Linked DNA regions of Gossypium hirsutum: region 2 is linked to region 1. A link is a contact called in public Hi-C data. All regions are on one chromosome and are shown on one strand. Each heading gives the region's core, a stretch centred on a gene start, on an enhancer-like site or on the middle of the called end of the contact. The rest is flanking DNA. Distances are from core to core; before and after follow the strand shown.

What was found. A called contact is a pair of places that touch in the nucleus more often than the background predicts.
Region 2: a contact with region 1 is called in a Hi-C map of fibers, with 3 times the contacts expected there. The contact joins the promoter of LOC107945409 here to the enhancer-like site in region 1. A contact is called at or near these places in 7 of 34 Hi-C or Micro-C datasets (anther, fibers, hypocotyl and 2 more).

Annotation. Positions count from the first base shown.
Region 1 is chrD12:14,135,583-14,140,304 of Gossypium_hirsutum_v2.1, forward strand. It overlaps LOC107945410 (CDPK-related kinase 5), which reads left to right. Exons shown (of 11, transcript XM_016879416.2): 8 at 32-139; 9 at 222-284; 10 at 381-548; 11 at 1,526-2,213. The coding sequence ends at 1,645. Among protein-coding and RNA genes, the nearest start is that of LOC107945410, 5.2 kb to the left of the region's middle. Within about 2 kb of position 2,134, at least 1 of the 9 cell types and tissues checked has an H3K27ac peak or open chromatin away from gene starts, as enhancers often do.
Region 2 is chrD12:14,189,118-14,193,839 of Gossypium_hirsutum_v2.1, forward strand. It overlaps LOC107945409 (zinc finger CCCH domain-containing protein 62), which reads left to right and starts at 2,805. Exons shown (of 9, transcript XM_016879415.2): 1 at 2,805-3,060; 2 at 3,138-3,244; 3 at 3,351-3,468; 4 at 3,615-3,676; 5 at 3,775-3,826; 6 at 3,941-4,046; 7 at 4,281-4,379; 8 at 4,462-4,576; 9 at 4,688-4,722. The coding sequence starts at 2,933.

The DNA.
Region 1 (4,722 bases), core at 884-3,383:
TCTTATACCCTTCTATTGGTAATTTTTGCAGGCCCTGTCTAAAACTTTGACTGTGGATGAGCTGTTTTACTTGAAGGAGCAGTTTGCATTATTGGAACCAAATAAAAATGGCACTATAAGCTTAGAAAATATCAAAGCGGTTGGTTCCTTCCCTGTTCATAATCTTGAAAATTTTTGGCAGTTTTCTTGTGAATAGTATCTAATGCTATCGCTCTGGTCAGGCTCTGATGAAAAATGCAACAGATGCTATGAAGGATGCTCGCATCCCTGAGTTTCTTGCATCGGTAGGTGCTTCATCTTTTTCTGTTTTGTTTGGAAATGCATATAAATTTAAGAGGTGGTATGAATCTCTAATTGTGTACGGTTTCCTTTTGTGGTAGCTAAATGCACTTCAATACAGACGGATGGACTTTGATGAGTTCTGTGCAGCTGCATTAACTGTTCATCAGCTGGAGGCTCTTGATCGGTGGGAACAACATGCACGTTGTGCTTACGAAATCTTTGAGAAGGAAGGAAACAGACCTATTGTCATTGAAGAGCTAGCTTCGGTATGTTGATCTCCCCTGCAAAGTTTTTGCATCTATGCCTCATTCGGATGATTATTTAATTCCTTTGAGTAGGCTGACAGGTATGGACAACTTACTAAGTCATATGCATGACAATTATGTTTTGAACCTTTGCTAGAATTATAGACTTCAATTTTCACCTATTTGAGAAAATGATTTGCCCTTCGATTTTGTCATTTTATCTTCACATGGACTACTGATTCTTGGACTACACAGGTTACTACAACACCTCACTATTAAGGATATCGAAAGAAGAGAGAGAATGAATAATGTTTGAGATAAAAAATTAACTTTTTTCTTGCTCGTCAGCATCAATTGTAATTAAGAGAGCTGTGCAGTCTATATAAAATTTGTTGCACAATTGTGAAGGTATTGTGTAATAGATGATAGAAAGAGTGATTTAAGGGGCATTTATTTCCCTTTAGTGGGCCTTTAAGTCTCATTTAATTCTCTTTTATTTTTTGTAGATTTCAACTACTATTGATGGTAATGTTTATTATGGTTTATGTTACTTGGGCTCAATGCGTGTATTGGATACATATGTATGTCCGACATGCATATGTTCATTTTTTAGCTTCTCCATGCATTTGGAGGATTTTATACCCATACTTGTGCTCGAAAAGGGTACAACATAAGTACTTCAAGAAAAATGAGGAGCCTAAATTATTGTGGCTTCTTTTTCATGAGATTTTGGGATTTGCTGATATTTGCCGTAAGGCATCCTTTAAAGAGTGCAGTTGATATACTATTTATAGTAATAACGTTATATGAAATGCGGTTGTTGATATCTTTATTCATAACTTAAAATAAATTTAACATTGCAAATACTTAGTTTCTGTGTTATCTTAAGCAGTGAGGTTCCATTTCTTTCTTCTGTTTTGCTTTATTGGGATGTTTGTAAGATCTTGAAGCAACAGAAGCTTAGACTAACCTCTGGCATTTTTACCATTACCTTTCAGGAACTCGGACTGAGCCCATCCGTGCCTGTTCATGCTGTTCTTCATGACTGGATTAGGCACACTGATGGGAAGCTAAGTTTTCTCGGATTTGTCAAATTATTGCACGGTGTATCTAGCTGAACCATCGCAAAAGCTCAATAGAAGCCGTAAAACTTCGTAAGAGCTCTAATGAGCTGGTATGGCTAATAAAAGGATCAGGTGAGGTGTTTGCTAGGCTATAACCTGAATATGATAAAGAGGTAGAGTGAATTTTGCCGTCGCAATCAATGCCCCTACCCCAACCTCTTCGATTATGGCTTATTTCATTTGTCTAGCACAAGCTTATTGAACCCCCCCCCCCCAAAAAACATAATTGAAGCCAATGAACCTCCTGCAAGTGCAACTTAACATTGACCAAGCTTTAGTCATTTTATGTTTTTTTTCCCCACTGTAAAGTTGAAAGAATGTGTTAAATATAAATATAAATATATATATCTAAACAGACTTGATAAATCTGACATATTTCGTCAAGCCCCCGTGAGATCATTGATTGCTGATGTATCATCATCTCCTGTGTTCTATAACGTGTATCAAGTATTCTTGTCCTTAAAATTCTCTACGTGTCTTTAAACCAATCTTGATTGTGTGCTTCCATAGCTGTTCTTCTATGGATTTGAATTTAGATGATTGCCTGATTTGATCCGTTCAATTACTTCACTTTTAAAATTCAATAAAATTATTTGTTCTAGCGTCAGAGGTTAGTAAAACCATAATTTGTTAGTTTGTATTAATATAAAAACTTAAAAAAGAGAGATATGGGCAGATCTTAATCTTGTTGCCGAGTCAAAATATTTTATTGTCGTTGTTACGATTGTACGGACCATAATGCAAAAGCAAGAGCAATACCCAGGGGATAAGGGTAACTAAATGGTCAACTCAGTCAGTATTTTTTATATTTAATCAACTTTTTTTGATCAAATATATATATTAATAAACTTAATCAATATTTTATTATTATAATACTTAACCGGTTGTTTAAGACTTATTTCTAATGTTTTAATTATATATTAATAATATTTTTAAAATAATTAGATTTTATTACACTCGGATGAATGCAATAGGTAACAAATTAAAAAAAAATTATTTGATCTTTCAACTTTATAAAAACAATATTTTAGCTCTGTATTTAATTTTTAATCTCTTTCGACTCTTGAACTTGCGTTCTTTGTTAAATTACCTCAAAATTAATGAAAAAATTAACATTTTTTTAACTTTGTTGATATGACATATGCGCGGATTGCCACTAGATAATACACTAGAATTTAATTAACTTTTTAAAATGTATGAAATCAATCTAGGTATGTGATTTAGTTGTATCACACTATATAGTTGATTCATAGTAAATTAGTTACCTAAAATACTGATATTCTATATTAGTTAAGATAGATGATTCTTAGGAAATTAATTACCTAAAATACTGATATTCTATATAGTTAAGATTTTGCATGTCCTAATTTATAGAAGCCTATCAAGGTTATATGTAGAGGATCTTATGTGTATATATAGGGATTTATCTTCACAAAAATAGCAAATGAAGCATTTTTCACAATTCTAACAAAACTTCATGATATCCAAGCTGGAGGTTCATAAACCTTAGCCTTCCTCTCATTTTTCTTGAAATCATCTCTTCATGACGGAATTTGAACAAACATCCAAGGATTCATCTACATTTGATCCCTCTCTCAATACTCCCGCAACCTTTCGGCCAACTTCTATTACCACTTATAAACTAAATGGCCACAACTACCTTCAATGGCCTCAATCAATGATGATGTTCATAAGCGGACAGAGCAAAGATGAATATCTTACTAGCGTTATCCCAAAACCAAATTCAAACAATGCTATTTTTTTGAAACATCTCAACCTAGTAATTCTGCTCCATTTAGTAAAGAACAATTAGAACTTCTCCAGCAACTCATACAAAAGGCAAATAACCCTATACAAAGCTCCAATAATTTTGTACTACATGCAACCAAGTCATCTTCCTCGTCTTGGATTATAGACTCAGGTGCATCCAATCACATGACAGGTGACAGATCACTTCTCGCAACTTATTCATCTTGTAACAACTTTCAAACAATGTGTATTGCCAATGATACACACACCAAAGTGGTTGGAACAAGAACCATTTGTATCTCCAATACCCTCATTCTCAAATCAGTTTTCTTTGTGCCTGAACTTGACTGTAATCTCATATCTGTTAGTAAACTAAACGTGACCTAAAACTAAATTCCTTTCTAAATCTTGTATTTTCCAAGACTTGAGCTCGGGGAGGACAATTGGCAATGTTGATTTTCATTTGAGCCTCTATGTTCTAGATGTCAACACTCCTTCAATCCATTGTTAGTCATCAAGTATTCATTGAGTTATAGTTTTAAGTTTGATAGTCATTCTAATAAGGAAAGAGAAATTATGATGTGGCACTTTCGTCTAGGTCATCCAACTTTTCTGTATTTAAAATGTTTGTTCCATCCTTATTCATCCATAAAAATCCCAATTTATTTTATTATGAAGTTTGTCAATTGGAAAAGCATACTCGAAACACTTATTCACCACGATCATACAATCCAACTCACCTTTTTTCTCTCATTCATGGTAGAATTTGGGGGCCATTTTGTATTCCTAATATAAGTGGTGCTCGATGGTTTTTATTGTTAGTTAATGATCATACTTGATTGTGTTAGACGTTTCTTATGAAAGAAAAATCTAAAACCAAACACATATTTCAAAATTTTCATGTCATGGTTCAAACCTAGTTGAAATCCAATATTCAAATCCTAATAATTGATAATACCAAAGAATTCTTCAACTCAAACCTTAGTCCTCATCTCTAATCTCATGGTGTTGTTCACCAAAGTACTTGTGTTGACGTACCACAAAAAAATGGTGTCATTGAACGTAAAAATCATCATGTTCTTGAGGTTTCCAGATCTTTACTTTTTCAAGCCAATGTTCCTAAAAAATTTTGGGGTGAAGCCATTCTCACGAGAACATATCTTATCAACCGTATGCCTTTTCGGGTTTTCAAATTTTACTTGCTTTTGCAAACATTTTAGGTTCAATTTCCTACCTCATGTCTTGTGTCACAAATTCCTTTCAAACTTTTCGGTTGCACTGCTTTTGTTCATGTCCATTCTTAATACCATGGTAAACTTGAT
Region 2 (4,722 bases), core at 1,555-4,054, 54 kb after region 1:
CATTGACTTCTCTCAAAGGCCTAAGCTTAACCTTTTGGTCTCCTTGCATATTTCTGTGTCACGTCTGACTTCAAGATTACCTTTCCAGGCATCATCTAAGAAATCACACTTATTAAATTATTAAGTTTTTCTATAATATGTCTATGTTCAATCAACTTAGTATTTTAATAAGCAGAAATCAAATCATGTGAGGTAACAGTAATCTTTTTACACTGAAACGGTTTAATCACATTAATCCTAAGGTTATGCAAGGTAATAAAGTTTTTTCGATATTATTACTAATTTGACCTAATTTCATCATAAAAAGATCAAACATGCACCATTCATATATTGTGTCAATTAATTACAATATGGTTTTGATTTAATAATCAATTAAATTGCATCCCTACATTTATAATGCAAGAATAACATGTTCATGATTTTATTTGAATAAATAAATATATCAAATGTACAGAACATCTTTAACAATATTAAATGATATAAGCTACGAAATTTAAATCATTCTAACACCAACAAAATTAAGCAATCATGATTATATTAAAAGCAGAAAACTCATTTGCAATCATGTTTCTTGATTTGAACAAAAAAAGATTGAAGGGAAAAGAAATGCTAAACCATTTCCAGTGGTCCTCCGAGGCACAACTCACTTTGCTCTTCTTTCGTTCTTTGCTTCTTGCGGTGACTACCAAGCTTAAAAGCTCCTAATATGGTTGAATGGGGCTGCTCTTAAAGTATTGCAAACACTTTTTGAAGAATGGAAAATGAGAAGTAAAAGAAGATAGAAAAGGGAGAAGATATGATAAGTGTGTGATGAATTAAACAAATAGCAAATGGAAGATATGATAAGTGTGTGATTAATGAAACAAATAGCAAATTTCTCTCTATTTATAATAGTGAGGAGCCCATTGAGTTTTCTATTTTTGGCATGATAATCCCCATTTTTTATCTCATGCATGGCTGACCTATTATGTTAAGGAAGGAAGGTGGATAACTTTGCTAAATTTAGCTAGTTCATGTTTGATTCATGGGAAGGAGTTGAATGGTCACATGGGAAAATTATTGTGGCTGATTTGTGATATTTTAAGAAGTCTTGGGTGTTTAAATTAATTATTTTTATGGACGGTTGGATTTCTCATAGCCAAATTGGGCTATTTCCTCCTTAGTGGACATTTTGGGCTTCAAATTTGGCAACATGCTTGTCCACTTCATTAACCCATTTATGAGTTGGGTCAAATTGAATTTAAAAGTCCAATAAGTGAATTTTATGCCCCATGCTAATCAGCCATCAACCTACGTCAGCCTGGCCTCTGTTGCATGAATGCTACAACATCGAACATCGAATAGGTGAGCTTCAAATCTAACTTTTTTCTATTTTACCAAACTGTGTCAAATTAGAAAAAAATATGTCAAATTAGCATGTAAATAAGTAAGATTAAAATTTCATCTTTAATTTTGTCTTACTTTACAAATTGATTAGAAAAAAATATGTCAAATTAGCATTTAAATAAGTAAGATTAAAATTTCATCTTTAATTTTGTCTTACTTTACAAATTTGTAATGAAACTACAAAATTTGCTATCAAAATACTCGGATTTGCATGAATTATTAGTCAGAAGATGCTATAAATGTCTATATAATTTCGAGTTATCAATTATCATGCAATATAACAAGAAGTTTTTCTTTAAAAATGACAACTAGTCATAGCATGTCACTTGGTGAGATTGTCCCACGATGACTCATTTGTGGTACATGATGTGATAAGTGTTGAGTTGATGGTTATACATTCAAAGTCTTCTAGTTAAGTAGCTTCCCACGAAGCTCTACTTAAATTAGAATGATGGTCAAATGTTAAATGATTATTAGTACGTATGAATGCCTAAAGAATTAGGTTCATGTATTAATTGGATGGAAATCCATGTTATCACTAGTTGATTAGGGTTGGCCCATGGTAACTTAATTCAATAAGTGTAGGAATTATCGTCGCAACAACTTATAAATGTTTTCAAATTTTAATGTAAAACACATGCATCATATTAATGTATATCGTATGTTGCAAAACATTTTATTAATATTTGCTACGTAAAAGATATTAATGAATGAATATTTTATTTTTTAGTTCAAAAAATAGCACATACTCCCTTACTAAGCATTCTTACTGAAACAAGCTGAATGAAAAATAACTATAAGGAATGGAAAAAAAATCTCATGATTGTCTTAAGTTGTGAGAAATTGAAGCTAAGGCTAGAAAATGTTGAGAGAAGTATGATGAGATAACTCCTTGCTATATGCTAGCAAATTAGAGGATATATTCGGAGGTTAAGCTGCATTGGCTCGACAGTTAGCTATAACTAGTTTGATAAATGCCCAAAAAAAGCCCGACATTTCAGTTAAAGACCATATGATTACTCTTATGGGAAAATTTACCGAGAATACAGATAATGAGGCCAATCTGGACCAGAACACGCAAATAAAGGTGTTCAAAAGCTTGTCCAAGAATTTTGTAGGCTTTAGGGTTGCATATAACCTTGGAAATAAGAATCTAATACATACAGAATTCTTGAAGGAATTACAATCATATAAATTGATGTTAGAATGGTGGTTAACTAATTTAAATAGAAGAAGCAAACTTAGCGAGCTTATTAACTTACAAAATCTTCCTAATCAATATTAGATCGATTGAACTGAAAAAACTGAATTAACCAAAAACGGAGATAATGGACTGTAATTGGGCCGAGAATGGTTTTTATAGTGTTGGGCTAATTTCGATATTCGGCTTTAAATTCCAACGCGACCTGACCTTACATGTGTCGACTCGGATTTCCTCAGATAAAATGTCTTCAAAAATTGTGAAGTTATTAAAATTAAATTAGTAAGAAAATTTGATTCGAGTTTGCAGTCGTAAATTTCGCTCTTCCGTTTGACTTCAATCAAAATGTCTGATAAGAAAGGAAAAGCCAAACCTACTTTGATTTCCCTCTCTTCTTCCGAGGAAGAAGACGAAACAGAAGAAGAAGATGGTGACGATGATGATTATGAAGATAAAAGCTTTTCCAGTTCCAGGTATTGTAATTCCTATTTCATTTTCAATTTATTCGGGTTTCCCCCCTTTAATATTGATTTAATTCTCATATCATCAGTGGAGATGAAACTGAGGAAGAGGAAGAGGAAGAGAACGATTCGGACGATAATGATCGGACCGATAACGACGATTCTCTCTGCAATGGAGTTATCACTCTTCTCAAAGGTCATATTTGCCTTCTTTGAATTTATTAATTTTTTGTTTTTGAAAATAATAATTGTATTTGATCCGAAAAAAAGTCCTTACAATTTATGATCCTTGTATTCCATAGAAGGAGGTGACTTAGAAAGCTTGAGCTTGAAACAACTCAAAGCTTATTTGAGAAACCATGGCCTCCGAATCACAGGCACTAAGGCAGTGTGTCAACAGAGAATTCTTGAGCATTGGAGGTAATCTCTTCACATCTTTTTATCCATTTTTGTAGAAATTTCATACAATTTTCTGTTCCCACGTTGCAATAGATCTCTCAAAACTTTGGAAAAATGAGTAGGTATTAATATCCTCACTTAACAACACATTCTTTTTTCTTTCTCAGAATAAAAGATGGGAGAGCTGAAGCCTTATATCCCAGGTCATCGTTTTTCATCAACTGTACTGGTAATTACCTGTTATTGATTTGTTTTTTCTTTTCATTTGAATTATTATTTCGGCAATTTGAATGAGTAATACGAAGTTATTGTTACTTAATAATGTAGGTGATGTTTGTAAAGGAGATGTTGTTTTGTTTACTCAGAAGGTTTATAAGAAGTAATCCCTTATCTGAACTAACATTGCAGATTCTCCTTATCTTGTCTATTTCTCTTCTTACATTTCCTTGTCATTTTTGGGGCTATGTAAATCAAGGTTTGGTTTTTAAAACAGGTTCAATAAAATGACTAGGCGTGGAAAACTTCTGGGGAAGAGAACTATTGCAGGAAGGGTTGTGAAGGAAAGCTATGGCAAAGCCAAACAACAACACACATTTACGGTAATTCCAATGCACTATCTTATGTTAGGTAGGTAGAAGTCCTGTAAATGTTGCACATATTTGGTTTCTAAAACAAAGATATGTTCAAAACGGTTGATTTTGCCAATCTGAGTGATAGTTTGCAATAGGTGACAAATTGTTCCTTTCATGCGTTTTCTGTAATTTTTTTTTCCCCAATGAGTTGTTTGTGCACTTGATGATAGTATCCACCAGTTCCGTGTTTTTGATGTATAGGTTGAAGTATTATGGAGCAAGGGGAGTAAAAAATTGCCTTCATTATTTCCTTTGCTTGTAAAGGGTCGAAACCTTTATAAATTGAAAACTTACAGACAGGCAAGTATCTGGCTGGAAATTGACATTTTTAGCCATGATGGGCTTGGTTTATTTATGCTTTTCTTCTTTTGGTCTACATCAGCATTGGAGTGATGAGGCCGAAAGAAAACATGTACTTGCCGAGAAGCACAAACGAGGCAACGCAGCAAGACTGGTAAAAGCAATGAAAAGAACGAGGAAGTGGTCTACTGATGTTGGTATGTTGGAGAGCGAGATGGTGAAAGTAAACTATGTTTCTGTGAATTCCATTTCTCTTGACTATTGGGCTACTGGAATTTTACATCACATGTTTCTTCTTTTATAACTAGGTACAAAATGCCAAAAGCATTCACATCAATCAAGA